Linked DNA regions of Mus musculus: regions 1, 2, 3 and 5 are each linked to region 4. A link is a contact called in public Hi-C, HiChIP or PLAC-seq and Micro-C data. All regions are on one chromosome and are shown on one strand. The core of a region is the stretch at or near the end of the contact, and the rest is flanking DNA. Distances in the headings are between cores, read along the strand shown. Region 1 overlaps Fam174b (family with sequence similarity 174, member B). Region 2 has its middle 250 kb from the start of St8sia2. Region 3 has its middle 160 kb from the start of St8sia2. Region 4 holds the start of St8sia2 (ST8 alpha-N-acetyl-neuraminide alpha-2,8-sialyltransferase 2). Region 5 has its middle 230 kb from the start of St8sia2.

Region 1 (2,981 bases), core at 337-2,836, 240 kb after region 4:
TAACCTTCAATTGAGGAGCACTCAGAGTCCAGACCTCAACCTCAGATGAGGGGGTCAGCTCTGCTTCCACTTCAAACCGACTCTACATCGGCCTGACTGTTCAAGAGATTAAAGTAGGCACAGTCTCCTATGCCATGTTGATGCCATTGGTGTCTAATATTCCTACAGGAAGCTCTAGCCACAAAAGAGGGGCAAACAAGCCTGCTGAGAAAGCCAGTCCACACCCTGGAAGGGCCACACTGTTTGCACACACATCTCAGCAGGATGTGGGGCTGGCAGGGGCAGCAGCAGCTGGGTGTCTTGGTTGCTTTTTCCAGCAGCTGGGTACCTTGGGCTGCACTCAACACAGCTGCCAGGCTGCCTGCCATACAAGCAGGAAAGCTCATGTGTGCTTGTCCTCCAGAGATGCCTCGAGGGAACAAAAGTCTCCCGTGATAAACTAGGGGTTTGCATAGACCCAAAACGCTGACTGCAACTGTGCGCTGAGCCAACCAAGCTCAAAACACACATGAAATCCAAACGCCTCCCAAAATCTGGAACCATTCCAAAACTCCAGGGCTCTCTGCGCTCCGTGCAGTCGTTTTTTCCCAAACCAAAGCATCCCAGCAGTAAGAAATAGAAAAGGTGAAGGCTGTTGAGCTGGGGGCGGAGCTCAGCAGCAGAGGGCGTGGCCAGAATGCTTGAGGTCCTAGGTTTGATACAGTATTGTGGTCGGGGTGCTGTACACAGAAGCCTTTCTGGCCTGTGATGTCTCCTCTACCTGACTGGAAACAAGCCTGGCCAACCCGCACGGGTTCCAGTTCACGAATTGTGATCAGAAAGTTACACGTCCAATAAGAGACCAATATCGGGACCCACCTCACCACCCTGGGGCCAAGCTCGATGTTCCTCTTTCCACTCCGTCATAAAATAACCCAAAGGCAGGAATCATTCACATCCGAGTTCAATTTGTGTGCTTCCTGGGGGAAGCCAGAAACATTTGGTGGACAGGAAAACCTAGACTCTGTGAATAAGTTATCAGTGTGCAGACGGGTCCGCAAAAAAAAAAAAAAAAAAAAAAAAAAAAAAAAAAAAAAAAAAAAAAACTTATGTAGAAATAAAAGGTGACCTTAAAACCTTCATTCTTTCATACTTATTGACATTTAAAAAAAAAAAAAAGCTGTTCACAATATGACATTCAGGGGAGAAAGTGCCATAAATCGGCCTTTGTAACTTGGGCCTTTTTCAACAGAGAAAGCAACGCCCACAGATGTGTACTCGCACTCTCTCTAGTGGCTACTGCTAAGTAGTGAGATGACAGCCATCTCATCCCCCACCCCCGCGCTTACCCCTGCTTTCTCATCTCTAGTTTCTATACACCTGTACATTAGGGAACACTTCTGAGCCTCGCAGCAGTCAGTCTTCTCTGGACTGGACTGGCCTTGTGCCTGACTGACTCGCTCCAAGTTCATTCACATCCTCATTTCAACCACAAACAGCAGGAGCTTCCCGTGGGGAGCCCCCGAAGTTCAGTCCTTCCTGGACACCAAGGGGAGGCAGGGCAAGCAGGGTCTGGCAGTCGTCCTGAATGTCTGCGGGAGGCTCTGACACAGGCTACCACAGAACAAATGCTGATTCCAGCTGGGGAGGCTGACAACGACAGAAGGGGCTATGCACTCAGAGGAAGAAGTGGAGGAATGGAATGTGCTCAAAGAAAGCTGGGGGACCAGATACAGACACCAACTCAAAACCGACCATCACCGAGGCTATCGGAGAGGCTCGAAGATGAATCCCGTGCACCGGTGACGAAGTGAAACTTCCTGCAAGACTGAGCAAGGGGGAAAGGGGGGAAAATAGTATTAAAAATACAAGAGAGGGGGGCTGGAGAGATGGCTCAGTGGTTAAGAGCACTGACTGCTCTTCCAGAGGTCCTGAGTTCAATTCCCAGCAACCACATGGTGGCTCACAACCATCTGTAATAGGAACTGATGCCCTCTTCTGGTGTGTCTGAAGACAGCTATGGTATACTCATATACATAAAATAAATATTTTTTAAAAATACGAGAGAGGGAGACATAGTGGCACACACCAAGGGATTAAGTCATCCCAGCATTTGGGAGGAAGAGACAAGTGGATCTCTGCAAGTTCCGGGCCAGCCAGGGCTACACAAAGACCCTCTCTTTCAAAGAGGAAAAGAAAGACCATAGCTGCTCACATTACAAATGTTTACAAGATTAAAGAATGATGTTGGGAACAACTACACAACAACAACAGGTTTGTAAACTTTAAAGGGAATAGACAAAATGCCCTAAAACTGCTTCTGATCAAAACTGACCCAGGAAGAAGTAAAGACTGAATATTCTAAAAACTATTCAAGGAAATGAATGTCACTGACCCTAAAAACTCCACACAGGCTGCTCAGGTCCAGCCAGTTTTTTGATATGCTCTACTAAACACTTAGAAAACAAGTGATTCCGATCTGATCCAAACTAGTCCAGAAAAGGAAAATAAGGAAGCCTGCCCTACTCGTTTTATGAGGCCACCATAACTTTTAACAAAGCCTGACAAACTAATAACGAGACAGAAAAAAAACAAACAGCCAGTTACCACTCCCTAGAGAGAAGGAAAGCCTTGTATAAGACAGTTCACGCAGAAAGATAACACATGACCAAGCTGTCTCCCTCTCCAGAATCCTGAACTGGAGAAATATTAGAAATTTAATAAATACAGATTTACCACTTTAATCGGTTAAAGGAGAAGGCATGTCCTGCCTAACAGAGCAAGGGAAAGAAAGAAAATTCAAAGGTAACGAACACTCAGAGACCGAGGGGAAACTCCATACAGCAAAACCCACCAGCCAACTCCACTCAGTAGTCAGCTATTGACCAGAAGTTAAGGCTGCTACCATCCCTTCTGATCCATAAACAGAGGCAGGAAGAAAGCTGACTGGGCCTGGTGATCTCAAAGTTGACCCCCAGTGACACACCTCCTCCAGCAAGGCC
Region 2 (3,410 bases), core at 707-3,206, 250 kb before region 4:
AGAGGCTGCCGGCCTGAAGGAACACTTCAATCATGGTTTTCTTCTTCATATAATGAAAAAAAAAAAAAAAACAAAAACAAAAACTTGTACCCAAAGAAATTGGAGAAGTAAGAACAAGTACACACTTGAATTGTCCTTAGTGGATGGGTCACACCTACCTTTGAGAATTCAAAGCTGTGTTAAAAATGAGCTGTAAAACACTTCCAGGAAGCACTAGTGAGACCCAAGACGCTGCTATTTTTTTTTAACCTCTGGAAGACATTTAATAATCCTTCTAGATGCTTAACCAAACTGAGACTTCATCAAAAAGATTCTTGTGTTGGTTCTTTTTTCTCTTTAAATAGAAAGTTACTCTCCTGACCTGGTAGCTCATGACTACCGTCTGCAGCTCTTTGGGAGGCTGAGAAAACTGACTCCAAATTCCAAGGCCAATCTGAGCTGCATCATGAGATCCTGTCTTAAAACATGTACCTCCAAAAAATAACCAAGTCCCAAGTCTGGGCAAATGGGGCTTGGCCTGTAGATACTGATGGTTGCTTGTATGAATTGGTGTTGTGGGGAACTGATGCTTCTGTCCGGCAGGCGTGAGCTTGGATTCAGGGCTGTGTACTCACTTATTTGCTTAAATCGGGACATCCTTCTACTGTGAGCACAGCAAACATTGATAAATTTCTGTTAGTGTGTAAATATGAATGCTCCACTTGCTGTCAGGAGGCCATACTTGCCTGATTCATGTGTGAAGGGTTTCATACTTATTAACAACCATTACTGCAGGAAGTATGCTTTCTCACCCAGGACGTTATATGTAACTTGTAAGCATGATTGCGGGTAAACCTAGCAGACATATGATTCGTAACAACTATAAACTATTTTCTAAGGCAAAGGTGACAATTTGAAAACTACAGGTAATTGTCATATCCCTAGATCAGATGACTAAATGCTGGCAAAATGTGATTTTCCCCCCACCCCCAACAAATAAAATAGTAAGTTCAATGCAGAATCTCCATGAAAACCTCAACAGTTTCTACTGGAACTGAAAAATACTTCCCCAAAATACATTAAGTATGGGCTTAGGCATCACCATTGACGTTTTAAAAATATGATAAAAACAGCTAAGAATAGGAACCCTCAAAATCAACATGTTAATGAAAATCTCCCATCTTTCAAAAGTAGCATGCTCAGACGACCAATCAAGGAAAGCATATCGAAGCTGAGGAAAATATCCATAAACAGGCATTTATGTATGTGTGACCTATAACATATTAGCTAAAAGAAAGCATTTCAGATCTGAGAAAAAACATTAGACAATTCAATTAATAGTTCAAAGAAACAAATTGGAAATAAATTTGATCCATTACTGCTTGCCAAAGACAAATCCAGTAGAATTTACATAAATAAAAATGCATGAAAGCCATAAAGACTAGAGAGAAAGAAAAAATACATGAATTGAGAATTTGTCAAAGGATATAAAATCAGCAAAAATCCATAAATGAAAAGTTAGTTAGACCTGACTATTTCAAAGCTAATGTATCTCTATTCTTAAAGCCAAGGCAGCCCAGACATAATCAAGAAACTTAAAATATCTATAAACAATATACATATACTACAGACATATACATGTATACATATCCTCTTTCATGTGTGAGTGTGTGTATATAAGAGAAGAAAGGGGAGGAGGAAAGAGGAGGGAGGGATAGTGTGAGGGCAGGAAGGAGGACAGGAGTGTAGAAGGGGGTGCTTAATCCCACAGTTCCAGAGGCCACCACCACTGCCCTCCCTGACCCTGTAAACCTGACAGAAAAGCTGGGATAAAGTCACCCTGGTCCTTCACACATTTAGACTCACTAAGCAAACAAACACAATCTTTTCAAAAGACCTGGTTTTACCCAGTGTTCATCTAAACTTCTGGCAAAACATTCACACTGAAGCTCTCTCCTGCCAAACCACATGGCAAGCGATAGAGCATAATTTAGTATAGTCACTCCAGGAAATCTGGCATGGTCTGTAAAATGTTAAATGCTCACACAGTGTGATCCCGGAAAATATAAATAACAATAAAGCCCAGATTGATCCAGAAATTGTTATTTCTTGTCATCCACTTGTGTAAAGGAAGAGGCCCATCAGGATTACATTCACAGGGATCTTTGGGGATTGGGAGTTGAGTTCCTGGCCGTTCTCTGTCTTTACCTGGTGACCCAAGTAGAGCATGGTAAGGCCCAGAGCTTCAACCCCCTCTCCCAGATATCAATTCTAGCATCACTGCCTCCTTGCTTTAAATCCCCTCGCTCCTCTATATCCAGCACAGACACAGCAGCCCTTGCCTGCCTTGAAGGATACATTTCCAAGACTCCTTGTGGATGCCTGAAACACTACATATATTTCTTTCCTACATGTTCATTCTTATGATAAAATTCCACATTTCATCCTGAGTATATTATAGCTTCTTTTTAGACTAGCTGGGTAGCCATCAGCTTTGGAGCCATTATTAAGTAAACAAACTCTTCGAACATTCGCTCTGCAAAACAGTGAGAGTAAATCTGATAAGCAAGGAGTGACTAATGTGTAGTGTCCTAGAGTTACTGTTGCTGTGAGGAAACACAATGACAAAAAGCTACTTGGGGAGGAAAGGGTTTATTTGGCTTGTACATCCTGAATCACAGCCCACTGAGGGAAGCCAAGACAGGAACTCAAACTCAACAGGAACCCAGAGGTGGGGGCTCATGCAGAGGCCATGGGAAGGTGTTACATATTGGCTTGCTCCTAATGACTTGCTCAGCCTGCTTTCTTAGAGAATCCAGGAACACCAACCCAGGGATGGTACAACCTAAAATGTGGCCCCCTCACATCAATCAGTCACTAACTAAGAATGCTCTAGCAGTGGTCCTCAACCTTTGTAATGATGTGACCCTTTTTTTTGGTATTTTCCTCATTTACATTTCAAATGCTATCCCAAAAGTCCCCCATACCCCCTCCCCCACTCCTCTACCCCCCACACTCCCACTTTTTGGCCCTGGTGTTCCCCTGTACTGGGGCATGTAAAGTTTGCAAGTCCAATGGGCCTCTCTTTGCAGTGATGGCTGACTAGGCCATCTTTTGATACATATGCAGCTAGAGTCAAGAGCTCCGGGGTACTGGTTAGTTCATAATGTTGTTCCACCTATAGGGTTGCAGATCCCTTTAGCTTCTTGGATACTTTCTCTAGCTCCTCCATTGGGGTCCCTGTGATCCATCCAATAGCTGACTGTGACCATCCACTTATGTGTTTGCTAGGCCCCGGCATAGTCTAACAAGAGGTAGCTATATCAGGGTCCTTTCAGCAAAGCCCAGGACCAGATGGGTTTAGTGCAGAGTTCTACCAGACCTTCAAAGAAGATCTAATTCCAGTTCTGCACAAACTATTCCACAAAATA
Region 3 (3,411 bases), core at 334-2,833, 160 kb before region 4:
CTCATCTGGGCAAGAAGCTCGGAGGAAGAATTAGCCTTGGCCTTTTTTTACAGATGGCCAGTGAGTTACTGCTGCTGAACAGGGTCAGTGGAATTGTCCTATGCATCCCTTCAGCTGGTCCTTTCTATCGTCTGTATTGCAACCCCCCCCCCCCCCCCCGGCTATCAGTGTAGATTGATGTGTCCACCTGCCTTACAGTGGCAGGGTGAGCTATCTACCATCTACCTTTGCTTATCACTCCATATATTGACTGAGATCTTGGTGGTGCCGAACCAGCCGAGTCTCTCTTCCCACCGCTTATCCATCATTCCCCAAGTACCAACAGAACTCTTTTGAAAAGGAAGAAGCTGCCAAGGCACATGCCAAAATTATATTGTATTTCATCTTACTTTGGAAGTAACGAGCTCGTTTAGCCTGAAATGTAATTTAAAAGTGCAATGTGCCTTTTTCCTCTTCTCCTCTTTTGGTAATAGCTCGGAGGCTGCACGCAGCTAGCTGACTGACACATCAGTAACAGGTACAGAATGAAACCTGTTCCTTCCAGAAAATGAATGTCAGCCAGGACAGCTGGACAGAAGAGTCGGGACATGGAGCTGTGCTGGCAGCTTAGCTCCTAACAGGTAGGGATCTATCAGCCTCGCTTTGACACAAAGCTGCCTTCACAGAGAAGATTGAAGCCAAGTTCACATGCAGATTAAGCTAAAAAAAGGAAAAAAAGAAAAAAAAGAAAAGACACACACACACACAAAGGCAAGACAAGAGACCCAGGCAGCAGCTCAAAGGCATTCATTCCCTTCCCCCCTTCTCTCCCTTGCTTCCTGCTTCTCCATTAAGCTTAACTTCCAAGGCTGAGAAACAGCAGCTGATTCCGATCAAATAACACCTAAGACATTAACAGCTCCAGGTGTGTTTGACAGTTCTCGAGGGCTGTAATGTGAAGAATCAGTGGTGTTGGGCAAAGCTGGAAACATAATGGCCCAGGGGGGGGGGGGAAATTCCACATTCAAGATGAAGTCACACCTCATAAGGCAGCTAATAGTTTTAGAGTCACATATTTAAGAAGAAAGTGGTAATTACATGATAAAATATTAGCCAAGCTCCAAAAAACAGAGCTAGGGAGACAAATCTACATATGTTAAGGAATGCACCCAGATTGGATTTCAGTTTGCTCTCCAGTTACCTAAAGTTCTTAAGATTGGAATGTGTTCTGAGTGTATTCACCAGGCAAAGTGGGCGGGACACAGAAGAGCCACATCCTGGCTTCTACAGGAACTATCAGCTCACCCTCCTGCCAATCACCGCATCTGTCTCCTCCTTGGTGTTTCCCCCACCAATAAATGAGAGCTATGATTGATGCATAGCTTATGTTATGTTTACAGAATGATGTGGTTTTTAAAGTTTGCTTTTAATGTCTACTTTTAAAGCACTGAGATTTCAAATAGAGCTTTGCTTTTTTTTTTTTTTTTTCCTCCAAGTGTATCCTGCCTCAAAGTTCACATGGCTGAGGAATTAAGGAGGCACATTCCAAGCCTGCCTATTCAGAGTTTATAGAGAGCAAGATGCAAGTAGTTCTGACTCAGCTGCTCTGGGGACAGACGTGAGGTACAGTCATTTTAACAAGCTCCCATATGACTGCTACTTGCTGCTCTGAGGCCCATGCTTTGGGTAGCAGGGTTCAGAATGCCCACACATTAGAGCTGTTTCATACAACAGCCTTCTTAAACGTGGTACATGTGGTAGCCTACAGGCTGATTAAGCTTTTGGTTCTTGCTCAATAGATCTGGACTGAGACTAGGAATTTGTGTTTCTAATAAGCTTCCAAGTGATACTTCTGTTTCTGGCCCAGGGTCCACATTTGAGAATCAGTAGTCTATGGACTAGAGTGGAGAGAGAGAGAGAGACATACATATACACACACACACACACACACACACACAGAGAGAGAGAGAGAGAGAGAGACAGACAGACAGACAGACAGACAGACAGAGAGAGAGAGGAGAGAAAGACAGAGAGACAGAGGCAGAGATGATTATAGTAGACTAAAACAAAAACACTATATTAGCACAATATAATTTCTAATTATGTAAGATACATGGTTAAAACAGGGGTGAAAAGTGTGACTCAGTAGTAGAGAATGTTTTTAGCATACATGTGGCTATAGGTTTGATTCCTCAGAACCAAATGCACACATATCCCTAAAATGTAGAAGTCAATGTACCAGAGATTGTTTTATGAATTTGGGGTTATGGTCTCTAATTTTCAAGTCTAATTTCTGTAAAAGTCACTTTCTATTGTGTCATTACCTCCTTCCTTGGCTGTAGTTCGAAGAGCAGCAGATCTCCTGAGTTCTGACCTTGCCCACTTGCAAGTACAAGAAAAGAACAATGGCTTCTGATTGGGGAAGTACTCAAAAGCATGTGCAAGGTACTGGTCAAAAAATTGAGCATTATGAGGTGAGGGTAAGCCAGTTAAGTGTAGTTGTCTTCACAGATCAACATGGAGGCGAGGCCACAGCCAGACACGCGTGTTGGCTTGTTAGTTATATCCTCTTGTCTTCCTAAAAGGCTTGAAAATGCTTTAAAATGCATTCCAGACTGGACCTCAAGGCAGCAAATGTTTGACTATCAGGCTTCTTTGGAGCAGGTTATGTAGTACTGAGAGTCATCATCTTAATCCTTTGTCATCTGTGGGCTTACAGGACAAAGTCCTGTACTAAGGCCAATGTCTCTCTACTTGTCACAGGTTGTTCAGGGCCCAGCCACAAGGACCTCAGCTCTTCAATGCTCCCCCGGATTTATTTATCTATTTATTTTTAAATATTTATACATTTTTATTTTGTGTGTATGAGTGACAGTCTGCTTGTGTGTTTGTGTATGACGTGCATGACTGGTACCCACAGAGAACAGAAAAGGGAGCCAGATCCCCATGGAACTAGAGTTATAGGTGGTGTGAGCCAATGTGTGGGTGCTTGGAACTGAACCCAGGTTCTTCAAAGAGTAGGAGATGCTCTTAACCATTGTGCGATCTCCCCAGCCTCTCCACTGTACAGAACTCTGGTACAGAATGCATAGCTAGTCCTTTCCCTGAAGGAAAAAACTGGAGATCAAGAAAAGAGAAACTCCTCCTCCTCTTCATCATCATCAACATTATCACTTTTATCATCATCTTCATCATCATATCCTTCTCCTTATCCAAAACTCACTATACTGGATCCATCCTAAGAAAATGAAGAAGGGTGATATGCATATGGCTGAATTCACCTACAGGTGAATGGTTCTTAGCAACCAAATGCTAAGCACCCAGAGAACATCACATGGTCATTAGAAATTAGACCTATAGGGAACTGGAAAGAAGCCTAGCAGTTGAGAGCACTTACTGATTTTGCAAAGGATCCAGCATTTTTAGTCCTCA
Region 4 (3,495 bases), core at 197-2,696:
TGCTGCTGGCACTCAGAGGAGACCCCTGAAGAACTTGTCCCCCACCTTACCACGCTGTTTCCGTATCCTGTCAGCAGGCAGGGCATAGAGGCTCTCCCTGCAGGTGAGAGCTTGTCCTGAATCACACCACTACCACCAGTACCACCACCAACAACAACAACAATAAAAATAAAAACAGCAACAAAACCCAGCAGGCCTCCTGCAGAGACCACTCCCTTTAGCCTGTTCCTCAATGAAGAAGTGTGGGGAGCTCCCTAGACCTTCACACCTTGGCCTGGGAGAGACACGGGAACTACACTAAGGGAACTACTAGCTCCTCCTTGGAGTTGTTCTGGAGGACAACCGACTGGGCATCTCTGTTTATCTACAGGTGCTTCCCAAACAGTAGGGCACTGCATTGACATTCTCAACGCCTCTGACAAGCAACCTCTAGGACCCTTCACTAACCAAAGGACGATCTGGCTTCTTCTGAAAAGTTACATCCAGTGTGTGTGTGTGTTGTAATCTAGTTCTAGTAAAACTTAATGAATGGGTTCTTCCCTCTTGACGCAGCAGGGCAAAAGGTAACGGTAAAGTGAGCTAAAAGGGTCTGAAGCAGGGAAATCGTTCGGTATGGGGTGGGGGGGAGGAGCATCTCCCTTTGTGGGAAGTGTATTTTTCTAGAAGGCCTTTTGATCATGATAGGACTCCAGGGGTTTATTGATTAGACCAGAAAAGAGCACGAGCTAAGGGGATGAAGCACGTACAGTACCAGCCACAATGTGGGTACTATGCCTGCTCTTGGAAGTAGAGCAGGTACTACGGGGATCCCTGGGTTCTAGCCATGACCTCAAACAACTCGAGAGTTCCATGCTCCCGGGCTTGGGTCTATAAATGGACAGAGATGACCGCCCATAGAGAAGGTGGTGTTGTGCAGGCTGAGCACCTCGCCCACCAATTGCCATGAACATCGCTGGTGAAGTTGGCCCCTCTTGCCCATTTCTTCTCCCCTCCTCTCTTCCACTTCCCCTTTCAATTCGTCAACTGCTGAAGCGTAGCCCAGAGGATACCGCCTCCTCGCAGCGCGCCGGAGACCGTCCCCAAGGTGCTAGTCTTTGTGTCGGGAAAACTTTGAGAGGAAGCGAGGGCGCTGGACAAAGAGCGAGCGACGCTAGGCGTTTGCCAAGCAGCCCCGGGTGCTCCGAGTTGTCTGGCTCAGCTCAGTCTCCGGGTCGCTTTCGATGGCCGGAGCCCAGCCTTCCTAGGCCGGGAGTGGCAAGCTCCCTGAGCCCTCTCGGGCAGGAAAAGCAAAGGCGGGTGGGTGGCCGCTAGAGTTAGTGGGAGGAGACCAGGCAAGGCGCGGAGCAAAGCTGTCAAACTGCGCCTGGAGCCCAGTGCGGGGCGGGGGGGAAAGGGGGGGGGGAGAAGGAGGGAGGGGAGGGGAGGGGCGGGCAGGAGCGGAGAGAGAGCGAGCGGGCTCGCCGCGCCAGAGCAACCCTTGTCTGTTGCTGCTGCTGTCGCCTTGGCCGCCGCCGGCCAGGACTCGCCCGGAGCGCAGGGTGTGTGCCCTGCTGCGCGTGGAGCGCGGAGGCTCCTTCAGCCCCAGCTCCTCGCCCCGGCCCGCGCGCGGGTCCCGGAGGGCACCGACCCCACCATGCAGCTGCAGTTCCGGAGCTGGATGCTGGCCGCGCTTACGCTGCTCGTGGTCTTCCTCATCTTCGCAGACATCTCAGAGATCGAAGAAGAAATCGGGTAAATAGCCTCCCTGAGCCCGTGCCCCATCCCCGGCGGGATCTCTTCTTCCCCTGGGCTCCTTACTCCCCATCCGCTTTGTGTGCGCCGCGCCCCCCTGTCGCTCAGCTGGAGGGATAGTGCCGGCGGTTTGGGCTGGGGGTGGCAGTGTCAGGGGCCCGGGACGCTTTAGGGAGTGGATGATGGGGGCGCGGCTGCCGAGGGGCGTCCCCGGGCGGGGTGCACGGGCAGCTGTAGCCGCGCGGCGTGGGGAAAGCGGACTCACCCACCCTGCTCCCTGTCCCCTAGTCCCTTCCCCCGGCGTGTGCGCGCGCGGTGTCGCCGGGGTCGAGGGAGGGCGCCGGGGAGTGTCTCGGGCGGGTAGAAGGACGGAGAGTGGAGGCAGGCAGGAGTTTCTTTGTCTCCGGCTCGGCCGTTTTCTCGCCTTGGCAAAGTGGGCAGGGGGCGCGCGGGGGATCTCTGAGCTGGGGGAGGGGAATCCCCTGGCGGGAGATGAGTGGGAAGGGCTCCGTACCGACTCCTGGGAAGGGGAATGTGCCCTGAACACACCGGTACGCACCCACGCCTCCCGCCGGCCAGCCCAGGATCCGGGCGTGGGGGGTAGCACCGCTAAAGGTGTGGCGCGCGGTGCTGGAGACCAGGGCTCTCCCCTGGCTTTGGGTGCTCTGACAACCCTGCGACGGCCCCAGGCAACCCCAGGTTGCTGAGCGCTCACAGCCGGCGCCAAGACCCGGGGAGGTTGTCGGAAAGTCTCCAACGCCGCCCGGTGGGCTTCGGGGTCCCCAGGAGCGCGCGATCTCAGCTTGTCCCTATCTCTTCAGAGGTAGGCGGGACCACACCTCCAGCTGTGCCTGGTTCGGGACTTCTTGGAATGAGCTGTCTAACTGAGCTGGGCTCATCAATCAGGGTGTCCCGTGGGCTGAAGCTGGCTCCCGATCCTACAGTCTTCTGCACGCGGAGCCCGACCCATGTCCGGAGCCTCCAAACCGTGGTGGAACATGTAGGAAGGCAGCAAGGCTCTGAGGTGGCCTTCAGTAAAAGGGTGAGGTCCCTGAGAGCACAGGAGGCGGATTTGATTCTCTGTGGGATTAGTGAGGAGCCAAGCTCAATCAAACAAGCGTCCTGTGCTGCGTGCGCCCCTCCTTTGTCCAACTTCGTTCGTAAGGATATAAGAACAGAGAATGGATGGGTCCTGCCTTCAGATCCCTCCAAAACAGAGAGAGTCCAGAATCCAAGATGCTGAGGCCCTAGGGACCCTAACCTAATAGCAGGTGCCTCTTCCTACCCTTTGCTTTCTCTCTCCCACTCACTGTCCCTTTCTGTAACCCCACAAACCATTCTATGGACTCCACTATGTTTCAAGAGTCCCTCTCTGCTTCATTCCTCTCGTCCTCGGTTTCCCCAAGAACTCCGAAAACTTTCACTTAATGTTCAGTTAATACACTCTGTGCCGCCAGCTTCTCGGCAGAGACAGAAACGAACTGCTTTCCCATAGCTTCTCTCCTGGTGTGTGGTCGGAACAGAAATTGGTGCAGTCACATTCTGAGATATGGACTAAAGCGCTCCCGGGTCACTAGATGACTTTGACAATGGGAAAAGGAAAGACCTTCAGATGCCTACTTCTTCTGGGGTGTGTGTGTGTGTGTGTGTGTGTGTGTGTGTGTGTGTGTGTGTGTGTGTGTGTGTGTATACATATGCTCCCACTTCCAGGAGCAGGCATCCCGGCTCATCAATTCGCTGAACTTTTTACTGAGTCTCTTCTAT
Region 5 (3,323 bases), core at 18-2,517, 230 kb before region 4:
AGGGGCCAGAAGAGGGTGTCAGATCCCATGGATAGAGTTACAGGCAGTTGTAAGTCATAAGATGTAGGTACCAAGAACCAAACTAAGGCTATCTACAAGAACAGTGCTCTTAACCACTGAGCCACATCTTCAGCCCCTGAATTATATGTTTAAATAACCGAGTTGATTGGTATATGTATTAAAACTGTCTTTACAAAGGCTCTAGGCTCAAACCTCCACAAATCCTTACAAAGCTTAAAATTGTAAATACATGCATATGGACCATTGATGACCATATTATGAACACTGTACAGACTGAGAAAATGAGTTTTTGTAGGATACGACGAAAAATAATAGAAAACTTCACATTTCCATATGGCACACTCATGGATTGCTTTTTGAGAGCCCAGCTTTAGCAATAGCAACTGAGATTCAGGGACTCTGCAGAGCCTTCCCTCCCACACAGCCTTTGTTTTTTCTAGTTGGTCATGAAGATTCAAGGACCCTTCAGAGGTCAAGGGAGGCTAGTATGGGATGTTTCTTTTCTGGTGCTCGAGATCCACTGGAAAAATAAGAAATGCCAAGAAGGGGTGAACATATCAAGAAATATTTTAGCTGTTTGCATTTTTTAATTAAGGCTTTTGACATAAAAACCAGAATGTAAGGTAATTGTGGTGTTCACATGATAATTAGGGTTTTCCTAGTAAAAAATTAATTCAAAGCACAATGAGGCAGTCTGGTGCAGAAAGGGGGAACAATAGGAAGGTTGTGCGCTACTAGCAGTCATTCTGTAATGTGGCATATTCAGTCACCAACAACAGAAGCTGAGAAGTGAAGGACACTGGAGGAGGGAGGTGGGTGGCACCAGTTTGACTGGGAAGAAGATCCTCACCTCCTCTCCTGGAGGCAAGGCAAAGCATCTCATTAATTCACAGCTGGGAGCATCCTTCCCAACAAAGGTTGGTATTAAAATAAGATTTTTTTTTCTTTCTCCTTTATGTACAGCACAGTAGCAATGAGGAGAGAGAAGGGGGCGGGGAAGGAGGAAGCCTGTGAGAGTCTCTTCTTGCTTCCTCGTTTGCTCCCAACATTTCCAAAGCCAGAGAGCTCTAGAGACAGGCAGGGTTCAAAGTCTCCCTCAGGTCTCAGTCCTTGGAAATTGAGTCCCTTCTTCATTTGGAGCTGCCCACCAGTTGCTATGGTAACATAACATCTGCTCCCCAACTCTGCTCCAGTGGTCACCAGATCTGGCATCTGCCAAGCTACTGCTAGTTCTGCATCTTGCCTCCTGTGTTACTCCCCTCCCCAAGGATCATATCACACTTTTCCAGCAGAGTGAACATCTATTCAGAGAGCAGGTTACAGAGAGAAGAGAGGTTAAATCTGTGTGTGCTGCAATCCTGAGGAGGCAGGCACGCTCTTGCATGCAGAGACATTAATTCATCCAGTCTCTGGATTGATGCTCTGCTTGTGATGAGCTCCAATCCTCCAGCAAGCCAACCCTCCAGATCTCATTCATTAGCATTTATTTTTTTGAGGGCCACACATTATTTATTAAAAACTTCATAAGCAATTTAAAACACACAAATTCCATTCTCCTCTCCCTTGTTTTCTCATTTGAATACATTTCAAGCTTAATTGCTTGCCTGTCTTTCTTTCTATTCGCCAATTATTTTTGAAACTGAACAGAATAGAATATAAATACAGGTTTCCTTGCCTACCACTTTCTCTCGTTGCTCCTAGTAGCATCGTTATTCCTACTTCCCTCTTTAGAAATCCCAATTTGACATGCTTTCGCTGATGCTTACAATCCTTTCTGGTCTCTAAGGAATTGGGAGGTGGCAAAGGGCAGCAGAAAGAATACAAACTCTGAAGCCACATGAACTCAGAGATGACATTCTATCAGGAGTGACCAGACTTTTCTACTATTGGCACCAAAAGCCTCACAACCCCTGAATCTCAGATAAACTGGCATGGCTGGTTGCTTTCTTTCTTCCCTGCTTCTCCATCTACTTGCAGTGTTCATGGGAAACCTTCTTTGCATTCCTAATACACACATTTTCCTAATTTATCAAATAACAAGGTGCTCACCCAAATATTGTAATGAGGTTTAAATATGATGGTTAAATGTCTAGTTCTTGGGCCAGTGAGATGCTTCAGTGGGCAAGAATATTTGCCACTAAGCCTGACAACCCAGGTTCAGTCTCTGGAACCCACATGAAGGTGGTAAGAGAAGCAGTTCCACAAAGCTGTCCTCTGACCTCCACACGTGCAGCACAACATACATGGGCACATGTACACACACATAAATCAGTGAAAAACTCGGGCATTGAATGCTTAATCCAAATCTCCTGCAGACATTCACTATGAGCAGCCTTTCAAAATTCATGGGATTAAGTTTCTATCACTCATTGAACATATAATGAGGAAAGCAATGCTCTTATGTGTGGAGCACACAGCTGGGAACAAGGTGGGATTGGCTGGGCAACATGAAAAGCAGACCTCACTACCTGGTGCGTAAGTGGAGATTTTCCTGTGAATACCTGCAAGATGCCAGCCTGCTGGGGGTCATCGGGTCATTGTGCTGGGCTAGAATTCAAAGCCAAGGACATCACACTCTCCTGGACACATTCTCCTTTTTCTCTCTGGTGACAATTAGTTTCTAATAGCAACTGCACTCCTAAAATTTCCAGTGTTATTCGGGCTAGAAAACACTTTGATTCTGAACATCATTAGGACAAACCAAAACAAAAACCCCTGGTTCTCAAGAGACCTTGAGAACTGGGTTAAAATAGCCACCAGCTTCCCAAGCTGCCTAAAATCTCTCTTTATTGTTAGCATTTTTCATGGAAAGCTTTCTAAAAGATAATGTGCACTTCTGTGCCTTCTTTTCTTTAAATTATACCTTTTATTTTGATAGAGTTATACATTCACATGGGGTTGTAGGAAACAGCAGAAGTCCCATGTAGCACTTACTTAGTGTCCCCAGGGGTCACATTTTACAAAGCTGAGTTGAGTATCACAGCAAGATATCAGCATCAGCCCTTCAGATCTGGAATACTTTCGTGACCACAGTGTCCCTCCTGCTCACATAGCTACCCCACTCTCTTCCTCTGTTTCCATGCTACCCTTAAGTCCTGGCCACCAGAACTCCTTCCTGTTTATCATTTTATCATTTCATAAAAGTTATATAAGTGGCCCTCTCAGTGTACAACTCTTGAGGATTTTTTTTTTGCCTCAGGAGAGTTGTCTGGGGACCTAGCAAGAACTCTGAGTACACCCACAGTTCACTTGTTTTCTCTGTTGAACACAGGGTATGAATGGATCATGGTTTACGGATTAAA

Evidence for each region. A called contact is a pair of places that touch in the nucleus more often than the background predicts. HiChIP or PLAC-seq counts read pairs in DNA pulled down with a chosen protein or histone mark.
Region 1: a contact with region 4 is called in a Hi-C map of uterus, with 2.6 times the contacts expected there. The contact joins the enhancer-like site here to the promoter of St8sia2 in region 4. A contact is called at or near these places in 2 of 484 Hi-C or Micro-C datasets (myocytes and uterus), 7 of 115 datasets of contacts at active chromatin or transcription factors (craniofacial prominence, embryonic forebrain, embryonic hindbrain and 4 more) and 1 of 9 other capture datasets (embryonic stem cells).
Region 2: a Hi-C map of cortical neurons shows a contact between it and region 4, with 1.8 times the contacts expected there. The contact joins the enhancer-like site here to the promoter of St8sia2 in region 4. A contact is called at or near these places in 1 of 39 promoter capture datasets (cranial neural crest), 1 of 484 Hi-C or Micro-C datasets (cortical neurons) and 8 of 115 datasets of contacts at active chromatin or transcription factors (embryonic forebrain, embryonic hindbrain, embryonic limb bud and 4 more).
Region 3: a contact with region 4 is called in a Micro-C map of embryonic fibroblasts, with 3 times the contacts expected there. The contact joins the enhancer-like site here to the promoter of St8sia2 in region 4. A contact is called at or near these places in 1 of 39 promoter capture datasets (cranial neural crest), 4 of 484 Hi-C or Micro-C datasets (Sertoli cells, embryonic fibroblasts and nephron progenitors), 5 of 115 datasets of contacts at active chromatin or transcription factors (embryonic limb bud, embryonic stem cells, forebrain and 1 more) and 1 of 9 other capture datasets (pancreatic islet).
Region 5: a contact with region 4 is called in an H3K4me3 HiChIP or PLAC-seq map of forebrain, with 3 times the contacts expected there. The contact joins the enhancer-like site here to the promoter of St8sia2 in region 4. A contact is called at or near these places in 1 of 39 promoter capture datasets (cranial neural crest), 7 of 484 Hi-C or Micro-C datasets (embryonic stem cells, forebrain and nephron progenitors) and 9 of 115 datasets of contacts at active chromatin or transcription factors (craniofacial prominence, embryonic forebrain, embryonic hindbrain and 5 more).

Annotation. Positions count from the first base shown.
Region 1 is chr7:73,770,101-73,773,081 of GRCm38.p6, reverse strand. The region is part of intron 2 of Fam174b (family with sequence similarity 174, member B); the gene reads right to left. Among named protein-coding and RNA genes, the nearest start is that of Gm30236, 8.9 kb to the left of the region's middle. Within about 2 kb of position 1,586, at least 27 of the 459 cell types and tissues checked have an H3K27ac peak or open chromatin away from gene starts, as enhancers often do. A contact at or near this core is called in uterus, where this site is marked.
Region 2 is chr7:74,265,262-74,268,671 of GRCm38.p6, reverse strand. No RefSeq gene overlaps it. Among named protein-coding and RNA genes, the nearest start is that of St8sia2, 250 kb to the right of the region's middle. Within about 2 kb of position 1,956, at least 2 of the 459 cell types and tissues checked have an H3K27ac peak or open chromatin away from gene starts, as enhancers often do. A contact at or near this core is called in cortical neurons, where this site is marked.
Region 3 is chr7:74,170,848-74,174,258 of GRCm38.p6, reverse strand. No RefSeq gene overlaps it. Among named protein-coding and RNA genes, the nearest start is that of St8sia2, 160 kb to the right of the region's middle. Within about 2 kb of position 1,583, at least 39 of the 459 cell types and tissues checked have an H3K27ac peak or open chromatin away from gene starts, as enhancers often do. A contact at or near this core is called in embryonic fibroblasts and embryonic limb bud, where this site is marked.
Region 4 is chr7:74,011,633-74,015,127 of GRCm38.p6, reverse strand. St8sia2 (ST8 alpha-N-acetyl-neuraminide alpha-2,8-sialyltransferase 2) reads left to right here and starts at 1,446. Exons shown (of 6, transcript NM_009181.2): 1 at 1,446-1,731. The coding sequence starts at 1,634.
Region 5 is chr7:74,238,580-74,241,902 of GRCm38.p6, reverse strand. No RefSeq gene overlaps it. Among named protein-coding and RNA genes, the nearest start is that of St8sia2, 230 kb to the right of the region's middle. Within about 2 kb of position 1,267, at least 23 of the 459 cell types and tissues checked have an H3K27ac peak or open chromatin away from gene starts, as enhancers often do. A contact at or near this core is called in neural tube, where this site is marked.